2 separate regions of the Mus musculus genome follow, and region 1 is linked to region 2. Evidence: chromatin contacts called from public Hi-C data. All regions are on one chromosome and are shown on one strand. Each heading gives the region's core, a stretch centred on a gene start, on an enhancer-like site or on the middle of the called end of the contact. The rest is flanking DNA. Distances are from core to core; before and after follow the strand shown.

Evidence for each region. A called contact is a pair of places that touch in the nucleus more often than the background predicts.
Region 1: a Hi-C map of the N1E-115 cell line shows a contact between it and region 2, with 9 times the contacts expected there. The contact joins two enhancer-like sites. A contact is called at or near these places in 1 of 39 promoter capture datasets (the 3T3-L1 cell line), 8 of 484 Hi-C or Micro-C datasets (the 3T3-L1 cell line, the N1E-115 cell line, adipose-derived mesenchymal stem cells and 3 more) and 3 of 115 datasets of contacts at active chromatin or transcription factors (the NIH/3T3 cell line, differentiating embryonic stem cells and stem cell-derived neural progenitor cells).

Annotation. Positions count from the first base shown.
Region 1 is chr11:18,883,813-18,888,446 of GRCm38.p6, forward strand. Meis1 (Meis homeobox 1) reads right to left here. Exons shown (of 12, transcript NM_010789.3): 10 at 1,781-1,839; 11 at 575-664. Among named protein-coding and RNA genes, the nearest start is that of 8430419K02Rik, 8.5 kb to the left of the region's middle. Within about 2 kb of position 2,004, at least 57 of the 459 cell types and tissues checked have an H3K27ac peak or open chromatin away from gene starts, as enhancers often do. A contact at or near this core is called in the N1E-115 cell line, where this site is marked.
Region 2 is chr11:18,488,732-18,493,346 of GRCm38.p6, forward strand. It overlaps Gm12022 (predicted gene 12022), which reads right to left and starts at 4,535. Exons shown (of 2, transcript NR_167981.1): 1 at 4,466-4,535. Within about 2 kb of position 1,265, at least 2 of the 459 cell types and tissues checked have an H3K27ac peak or open chromatin away from gene starts, as enhancers often do. A contact at or near this core is called in the N1E-115 cell line, where this site is marked.

The DNA.
Region 1 (4,634 bases), core at 754-3,253, 400 kb after region 2:
CAGCCTAAAACCTTGATCAAAACCAACGAGAGAAAAAAAATGAAAGGAGCAAGAAATAAGGCTTTAATGGAAAGGAAGAAAGAAGCATGAAGCTATGGGCAAGGAGAACATGAGAGGACGCAGAAGGAGAATGTTCCTAGGACAAAGTGAAGACAAAGGCCCCGTTTGTACTTACTTCCCCCTGGCTTTCGATTGGTTAACTAGATGAAGGTTACATGTAGTGCCACTGCCCCTCCATGCCCATATTCATGCCCATTCCACTCATAGGTCCTAGAAGGGAGATAAAAATCCAAGAAGAGGCCAGAAGATGAGCAAAGTCAACAGATAGTGCCAAAAGACCCTTTAAAAAAACCACAGGTTCTAGGTGGCTGAGAGGCAGTAAGATATTGCACACATAAAGGTCCTGGCTTCCCCTTTGAGGTCTTAGATGCACAGATGGTAGGCAAGGCGAGGCAGGCAGCTGGAGAAAGCAGAGGGTGGACTTCTTTACCTGCCCTGACAGGGACTTGGGGAGGGTAACACTTCTGGAGTTAAACGTGAAAAAGTACCATACCAAAAAAAAAAAAAGTCTTACCTGGCGCTCTGATGCCCATGTGCTGCTGACCGTCCATTACAAAACCTCCCATTGGCTGTCCATCAGGGTTATAAGGTGTCCCTTGGCTGACTACAAAAGTACACAGCACAACTTCTTAATAACGGGGGAGGGGAGAGAGCTAGGAGAGGGGAGGGGGCACAGAGAACATACCAAGCAGATTACATGTGGTTTTTTTTTGTTGTTGTTATTGTTGTTGTTTTGTTTTTTTTTTTTAACCAAAGTTAATTCTTTCTCTCAGGCCAGTTCTATATACCTGGGAGACTACAGTTTCAAGTGTTATCTGTGTTCAAGGAACAGGCTAGCCACGAAATTCATGGTGGGGAGGTTTGTCTGCTGGTTCCATCATGGGCATTTTAAGAAAAGAAGACACTGGAACCTGACTAACTGGGTATGGGCCCAGTGTGGTGCCAACAGAGCTTTGATGGAGCTGAGAGCAGAGTGGTATTTCAGAGGCAGGGTTCAACCCTGCAGCATCACCCCAGGTATAATTTGGTCGCTGCCTTTGCTACCATGTTATAATACAAAACAAATCCTAGGGCTCATGACTGAAAAACAAACAAACACGAAAAGGTGTTATTTTTTTTTTAAACTGCGAGCACCAGAAGACAGATACTAATGAGCGAGGCATGAGAATAAGAGCCGTGTATTTATATCACTAACCAAATCCTGTGTTTTAACTGTACATGAAAAGCTGTTTCAGAAGTGAGCTGCCTTGGGTTATTAAAGCACACAAAAGCTCTACCTCACTGAATGTCTTTGAACTTTACTGAGTCCCACAAGTGATCCCGACCCCTTTGCCCTTTTGACAGGTAATAAAGTTTACAGCAATTCCACACCAAGCCATGCACCAGGGAGTGGTCATAGTGGCAGAAAGCTGGGTAGGCAAACTTGGGGGAAAAATAACATTAATATATTGAATGTTTACAAAGAAGGTTGTAGCTGAGCACTTGGAGGTTTAAGAGTTACTTTTCTCCTATGGCTTTTTATTCTCTACCTTCTTCAAATGTTTTATAATGATGTTAAATTGATTAGTGTGGTTACAAAACCAAACTGGTTTCATTTCTAAAGCCAGGCACTCGTAGTACTCACTCCCAGTTCATTTACCAGGCAGCAGCCCTCCTGGTGAATGGCTTGAGGATGCTTTTCGCTTGCCTGACTTGAATACAGTCACTAGAGGGGACTTGCCTGCTCGGTTGGACTGGTCTATCATGGGCTGCACTATTCTTCTCCGGGCATTAATAAACCTGTAACCAAGAAAGCAAAGCATATCATTATTGCATAAAAACATAAACAAAAGGTAGAGGAAGAAATGAATCACAGAAAGAAGAGCAGGGCCCTGGCAAGCTCAGCCCAGCCTCCTTTCTCTCCCTCGCGGACAGCTTCACATGCGGCAAAACCTACAACCCCGTGACCTTTGAGTACAAGGCTTGGGTTTCTGAGTTGATTTATGTTTGCCTGTTTTACCACAGTTGGACACTTCCATTTCATCTTTTCATGGGGGAATTAGCAGAGTTTTCAGGAAACAATGCTAGCCACCACTCTTTTCAAAAGGCCGGGTGGGAGTCGGAGGAGACACAGAGGAGAAGCTCTGAGGACATCTGCTCCCTCCCAATTACTGACATTTCAATCTTACACTTTCTGACTTCTTTTTCACAGTGTGTTTTATCCAAACCTCCCCTACCTTTTGCAAACCTAGTTTCATCCTTATGTCCACCCCTAAGATAACGAGCCCGGTTGGCAGCACACCATCAATTGAAAGAATGTCTGGAGTTTATCACTATTAACTCACACTTCTGGGGACTTTAAAGAAATTCATTCCTTGGAGAGATTTCTTGGGGTGACTTTTTTTTCTCTTTATGCAAAATCCGAAGTCAAGACAAGGTCACATCTATACAGCAATTGAATTTATAATTTTGCTTTCTTCCGCTACTACTGAAAATTTATAAACATCTTACTAAGATATTAAAGTCACTCTATATTAATTTAAAAGATTGTTTGGTACAAGTTGTTTTATAGCTCCTTCAAAAAATATAAAGTCACTGAAATAAAACAAAACAAACAAATAAAAACAAAATAAAACAAAATTTTAAAAACCCTGTTAACTCTGAAACCATCTCCACAAGATATTTAGCTCTTAAGCTTTTTGTCCTGGGTTATAAGAATTGTTTGTCAAATCCAGAAAATGCAGAGTATGTGTTGGGTTACTAAAGTTCTCAACCCAACTCTGAGCAGGACATCAGAAATGTGATAAAAAGTTCAATACTACCCTATTAATAATTGAAGGGTTTACAGTCTGATATAAATTTTAGTTTGTACATGTGTCTATTTGAGCAAAGAAAGCAGTTCTGGGACTCCAAATCATTAAACAGTCAAAGATGTGTCTTTAAAATAAAAATACATGCTTCATAACATTTTAAGATTCTCAATATCCTGTACCTGCTTGTGTCCCCTCTGAGAAGCAATTAAGGGAAATGACGGAAGTGGTTTCTGACTAAAAGGGTCAGTGTGGGTGCAGACCTGTAGAGGCTACATAAACTGTTCCAGTTTCTACGAATGAAGTCCCTGAACTGCTAATAAAAATATTTAAAACACAGGATCTACAACAAATTGTGTTGCAAATCAGGTTATCGTTATCTTATATAAGCCATGAAAATTGGAATCATGTGAGCAGAAGGTTAGACTAATTCTCCGCTCTCATTATAAGCACAGGTGTAGCACAAACACCATGTGAAATAACCAATTAAAATGGAAAAAAATCTGCCGTTTCATTAGCTGCCTGTACTGCATGACCAATTAGAAAATTATTTAATATTAATATTCTGCATATACCAAAAGTAATTTTCATAGTAACTTACAGGTAAGAGAGCAGCCTCATCATTACACACCCAAACTGAGCAGCCAAAGAATTCTCCGTCTGCGTAGTTCTTTATGTAATCTCGGCTGACAGGAGAAACTTAGTCTGCTCACTTTCTGTTTAATTCTTTGTAAAGACATTTTATGGGTAGGGAAAGTGATTTTTTTGTTGTTGTTTTGATTTGATTCGTTGAGACAGGGTTTCTCTGTGTAGCCCTGGTTGTCTTGGAACTCACTCTGTAGACTGTGCTGGTTTAGAACTCACAAAAGATCCACCTGCCTCTGCCTCCCACGTGCTGGGATTAAAGGTGTGTACAATGAGGACAATTTTTAACAAGGCTCAAGAAACTGAATGACTTATTTCCAGGCATGTGCTACCAAAAAGATGCTAAGACTTCGTTGATGACACAAAACTTAGGGAATGGCCATGATTTCTTTCCTTTCTAAGGTTGGGACTACAGCAGCCATTTGTGTCCACACACGTAGTTTCAGACAAGGAGTAAGCATGACAACGAACACCTTAAAAATGGAGAATGTCTATGGCTGCCCAGCTTGGGTATGTAAAGAGGAGGCTGCTCAAAAAAAAAAATCTGTAACTCAGGTTTTCCATATTCCCACATAGGTCTCCTCCATACTGAATCACGTAGGCTTCCAAAGACCAACACAAAATAACCAGCTCAGGTCACCAATTCATGACCATTCAGCCCGTGGCACCAAAAATGGTAAATCACGTTTAGGAAGTGCTTAATCATTTAGCTTGGCCATTAACATGGATGTCTAGAACATCCCACCAAATCAATGCATAGCCTCTCCTGGAAGCCAACACAGCACTAAACATCTTCCCTAAGAGTCTGTCTTTGAACAATGTGAGCTGCCTGAAGTTCCCATTCTTCATCTAAAATCATTTCTTGGTACAGCTTTCCAGGACAATTTGAACAAGCTCATTCAACATCTGAACATAGCAATCATATTTTCTAGGCTTCTTTCCTTTTTTTTTTTCCCCTGGGTTAAACATCCATGGTTCTTCAAAGGTTTTCTTTTTAGAGCTGAGTCCCTCTCATATTTTGAGCCTGTTATCACTCAGGCCTCTCTATTCAGTTTGCTGAGACTATATCTCTCTGGAGGTTGGCAGAGATATACTTACTGGTCACATTTACTTGGGGCCTGTCCTGGTCCCCACATAAAG
Region 2 (4,615 bases), core at 15-2,514:
CTTTGCAGATGTACAACACAGAGACGATCAATGAATAATTGAAACCTAAGTGAAGGCCTGCTCAAGAGACAAGAGAATCTGAGATATTGGGTAAGTCCCTGAGCTAAGAACAGTCTTGCCTGGATATGCTGTGTCTACTTCTCTCAAGAGAGATGTTGGCTTTTATTCTCATCTGAGGAAACCAGTGTTCCTGACAGGTTGTTTTGAGAGTGGACTCTTGACAGCTGTGTTCCATCAAGCATTTCCACATGGACACAAAGATCCCTGTTTGGGCCTGTGGTGAGTGTGTCAGCAGATCTATGTAATTGGGAACCATGCTTTTTGAATGGAAAAGAAAGTGTCTGGACATAGAAATATGTCTCTGATTATCCTCCTACCACTCTGCATGAACAGGTTTGCAGGCATTTCTTTCCTAGCTCACTGGTTTATTAAAGTGATCCCTGTCAGGTGGAGGCAAGTCAACCAACACAGGCAATAAGCCTGACTTGCTCAGGGATGTGACAGATAAGGTTCCTGGGATAGCCTCTCTGTGGATATCTGACTTATGTCAATGAAAGCATATTTTATATAAAAATTATAATCACAAAAGGAACTGATTGGCTTTACTTAAAAATACGGTGGAGGCCGTCCTGCCATTTGTCTTAAGGTAATACAGGCACAGCAGAGGTGGCACTCTCACCCTTGACAAGCCAGTCACTGAGTTCCTGATGCTGCTGCTTGAGGAACTCAAGTATTTCTAAAGGGAATCCTAAGTAGGAAGCAGCTACACTGGAGGAGGGGATGGTGAGAAAAACATGGGTCGGCATGCATAGCTATGCTCATATTCAATCTGAGAGTGTCCAGGATCACTGCAGAATTTCAAAGCTAGAAGCCTGAAGAAATATTAGCAATTAATTAGCGGCTGAGTTCAGAAAAGCCACTGTAGTCTCCGATGGTCTAATTCTTCAGGAAAGAAACAAAGCATTTCCATTCGCTGCTGAGAAGCACCCCCGTGCAGTCTGGAAGGGGCATTTTGTTGAAGGCTGGCACTTGCAAGAGGGTAGTGATTCATATTATGAAAAAAACTAGACATTTTTTTTTAAAGACACAACTTGGTAACTAATTTTTGTCTCTCCCTGTCAGGGTAACCGTTTGAATGTTAATTTAATTTTACAGAATATCATTTATGTAAATGTAATTAGAAAGGAAACATGATCTGGAGATGTGCAGCACCAAAGAAAATTTATTACTCCAAGGGGTATTGCTCTAATCACTCAACTGCAATATCGAGTTTCCCCAGATTTAATCTAAAAGCAATAAATTACAAAAGGCTAATGCCCTGCCCAACAACAAGCTGTCAAGAACCCACGTTTCAGGGAAGGAAACCAGAAGGAGGAAGAGGTGGGAAGGCCTGACTTCATCTTAGCAACAGGCTATCAGCGACTTCATATTTCTTGATATGAAACTTGATACAGACCACATTGCTAGGGAAGAAGAAAAAATAAAAAGGAGTCATTCCAAACCAAATTAAAAAAAAAAAGTTAAAATGTGTGTGACCTCCACTGTTTTATAGCTTCTTTTTTCTAAAGTGTGATAGGGGGATATGCTTTTGTTAAAAACAAAACAACAATAACAACAACAAAACACTGTTACAAATCAAATACTGGAAACTCAGAGTTCATCATTCATCAAGAACAAAGGAAGGTGAATCCAAGAAACTTGCAACAGACCCGGTTCTTTGCCTCATGGAGCTAAGAAAAGGAAAGACACAGTTTGATGGATGTCAGGGCCCGTGTTGCATTGCGTTATGTACATCCTGGGAAGCCAGTTCTCTCGGAGAACCTTGCCAACACCAAAGAGCTGAGCCTGGAAAAGGAAGCCTCCCATCTCCTCTCTTCTTCATGTTTAGTCAAAGGTTATGACAGAAATAACTAGGCTGAGGGTTAGCTCCGTGTTATGCAAGACACATACCTGAACTCAAAAATTATTGGGGCTATCTGGTCGTTTTTAAGGTATTCAACAACTGTCACAATGGAGAAAGAAATAAAACCATCAATCTGGCTGCCCAAAGGAAACCTTTAATGAAGTGTTTAAAAATTCCACTGCCTGAGTTCTACCACAGAGCAATTAAATTAGGAGTCAATATGGTTAGGACTCAGGCTTGGGCATGTTTTAAAAGCAACCTTTGTGATTTTAATGTGTAGACCACAAAGAAAATGACAGCCTTCGATAAAGCTGGCTGGCATGCAATGGGAAACAGTTTTGAAGGGGTAGGGGTTCTGTAGGTTACTCTGTCACAGACACATCCCCGTGGATGGAGATGTCTGAGATGCAACAAAAGACAACTGTGAACTCTGATCAGTTGGAAAGAGCAGTCTACAGCAGCCGGCTAGGAGGGGAGTAGTGCTGGCAAGCAGAGCCCAACGATTTCAGTGTGGTTTCAAAACTTAGACTTCTTCTACTCTGTTTTTCGTGCCTAACAAGCATCCCAAGGGTGTAACCTGCCTCACCTCCTTTGAGCTGGGAGCAGAGCAATATCATTAGGGGGAAAAGGCAAGTCCTGAAATAAACTTTATATTCCTTTCATTAGCAATAACTACCAACGTTTTGTTGCTTCTATATTTTCATCCTGGAATTTTATACATGGGCTGGGCCATTTCGTTTGGAAAGGGGCGAATGATTTAAGACAAATAAGCAAAGTCAGAGTCCAGAGATAGAACATAGGTTATAATGTTATGAGTAGTTCTAATTTACATGTGCATTTAAAGGCACACCAAAGAGGTTTGCTTTGAATTTTGTCCTCCATACTCTCTTTCTCTGTGTCTGTCTCTGTCTCTGTTTGTCTCTGTCTGTCTGTCTGTCTGTCTGTCTGTCTCTTTCTCTGTGTGTGTGTGTGCTTAGCAGTAGAAAAACTTAAAAGATACTTTGAACCTGCGCTTTTATGCAGATTATTTCTTAGAGTGTGGTTGAGTACAATGCTGACTGATTTAAAATCAACTAAATAAAGCATAAGAGTTCTCCAATAGGTGAACATTGATATTTGTATGTACCTTTAGAAAAACCACCTGTAAGGGACAAATACTTTTCAGTGATATTCTGAAATATTTAAACAATACAAAAGCAATATCTTTGGTCCTATATGTCTCTTCGATATTTCTACAGACTCATATGTTGAGGGTTTGCACCATTGTGTGGCACTCCTGGGAAAGAGTGGAAACTTTATGAGGAAGGACATTCTAGATGTTCTTCAGTTGCACAGGCATGCTCTTGAAGGTGATGTTAGGATCCTGACCCCTCTCTCTTCCCCTTCACATCTTGGCCATGAGATGCTGCACCAATATCTACCCTTAAGATGGGGCCATAAGCAATGGGCCAAGCAGTCATTGACTGAAATCTAATCTCTGAGTCTGAATACACCCTTTCTCCTTACAGGTTGAGTAGCTTAGACATGTCTTTTATGATCAGAAAGCTGCCTAACAGACAATTACCGAGTCATTCATTTCAACAAGAAATCAGCCCCAAACTTCCTGTTTCACATATAGACAGTCTAGGAGCATTTAGAATACCAAAAAAGGACACAAAAGATAAATGGGGAAAAGGAAAAGCTAATTTCTGATGCCATATCTTGAAACTTGGTCTCCTTTAATGTCATTACTCTGTATCTACATTTGTAAAACCAACAAAAGAAATAAACTGAGCCCATGAATCCTACGAGTGAGAGATCTTTGCCTGCTCCATTGAAACTGTAGCTCCTTGGTTCTCTTCTGCAGAACCAACATCCTTCCTTGAGCCTCATGCCATGAGATTTCATTTCTTGATGAAATCTTTTCCTTCAGAAGCAAGCATTTCGAGATTAAAAGTAATTCAGTGTCAGAATCTGTCGTTTGTTATCCTAACAGATGTAAGCAGCAGTTTCTTTTCCAATTGTCGATATTTCTTAGCTGACTTACCTCAGGGGTTAACTAGACCATATAGACACAAGGAATAGTGCAGCCCACATTCCTTTTTTCTGTCAAGGTATACTAAGTTATTTACTGAAGACCAACAGAAACAAAATAAGCAACGCAATTTACTCCTAGCAGTTCTACCATAGAGTTACAGGCTGTGTTTCCAGCAGTGACTGAGCTTGCTGTGAATCACTAGGAAAATTCTGTAGTTTCTACATTGTTGCCTCAGATGTCACAGCTAACAACATAATATCCTCATTATCACCAACCAGTGATGCCCACAGAGGTCAGCCAGTGGAAGACTCACAAATCCACTGGCACACAGTTTAGAGAAAAGCTGGTTTTTAACAGATTTTCACACAAATGTTGATCAAATGTTCCCCACTCTTATATAAACTCCCAGGTCATTATACAGCTGAAATAAAATGTAGTGTTGAGCAACTATTGGGTAAGTAAACAATGTAAAACACTCCACTCTATGAAAAGCAGGCCAGATTTTGATGCCACCCTCCAGTTTTCCGGCAAATTTATTTACTCACATCATCTCTGCTTTGGTCTCAGGCTCAAGCACATTGAGATGCAGTCTTTGGTAACACAGAAATTCCCAGTGTCAGTTCAGGAAGAAGAGTTAATGAGAGGGTGGTCAGATGATGAAATAGGAAACCAAATGAGAAAACCCACAGGAATTA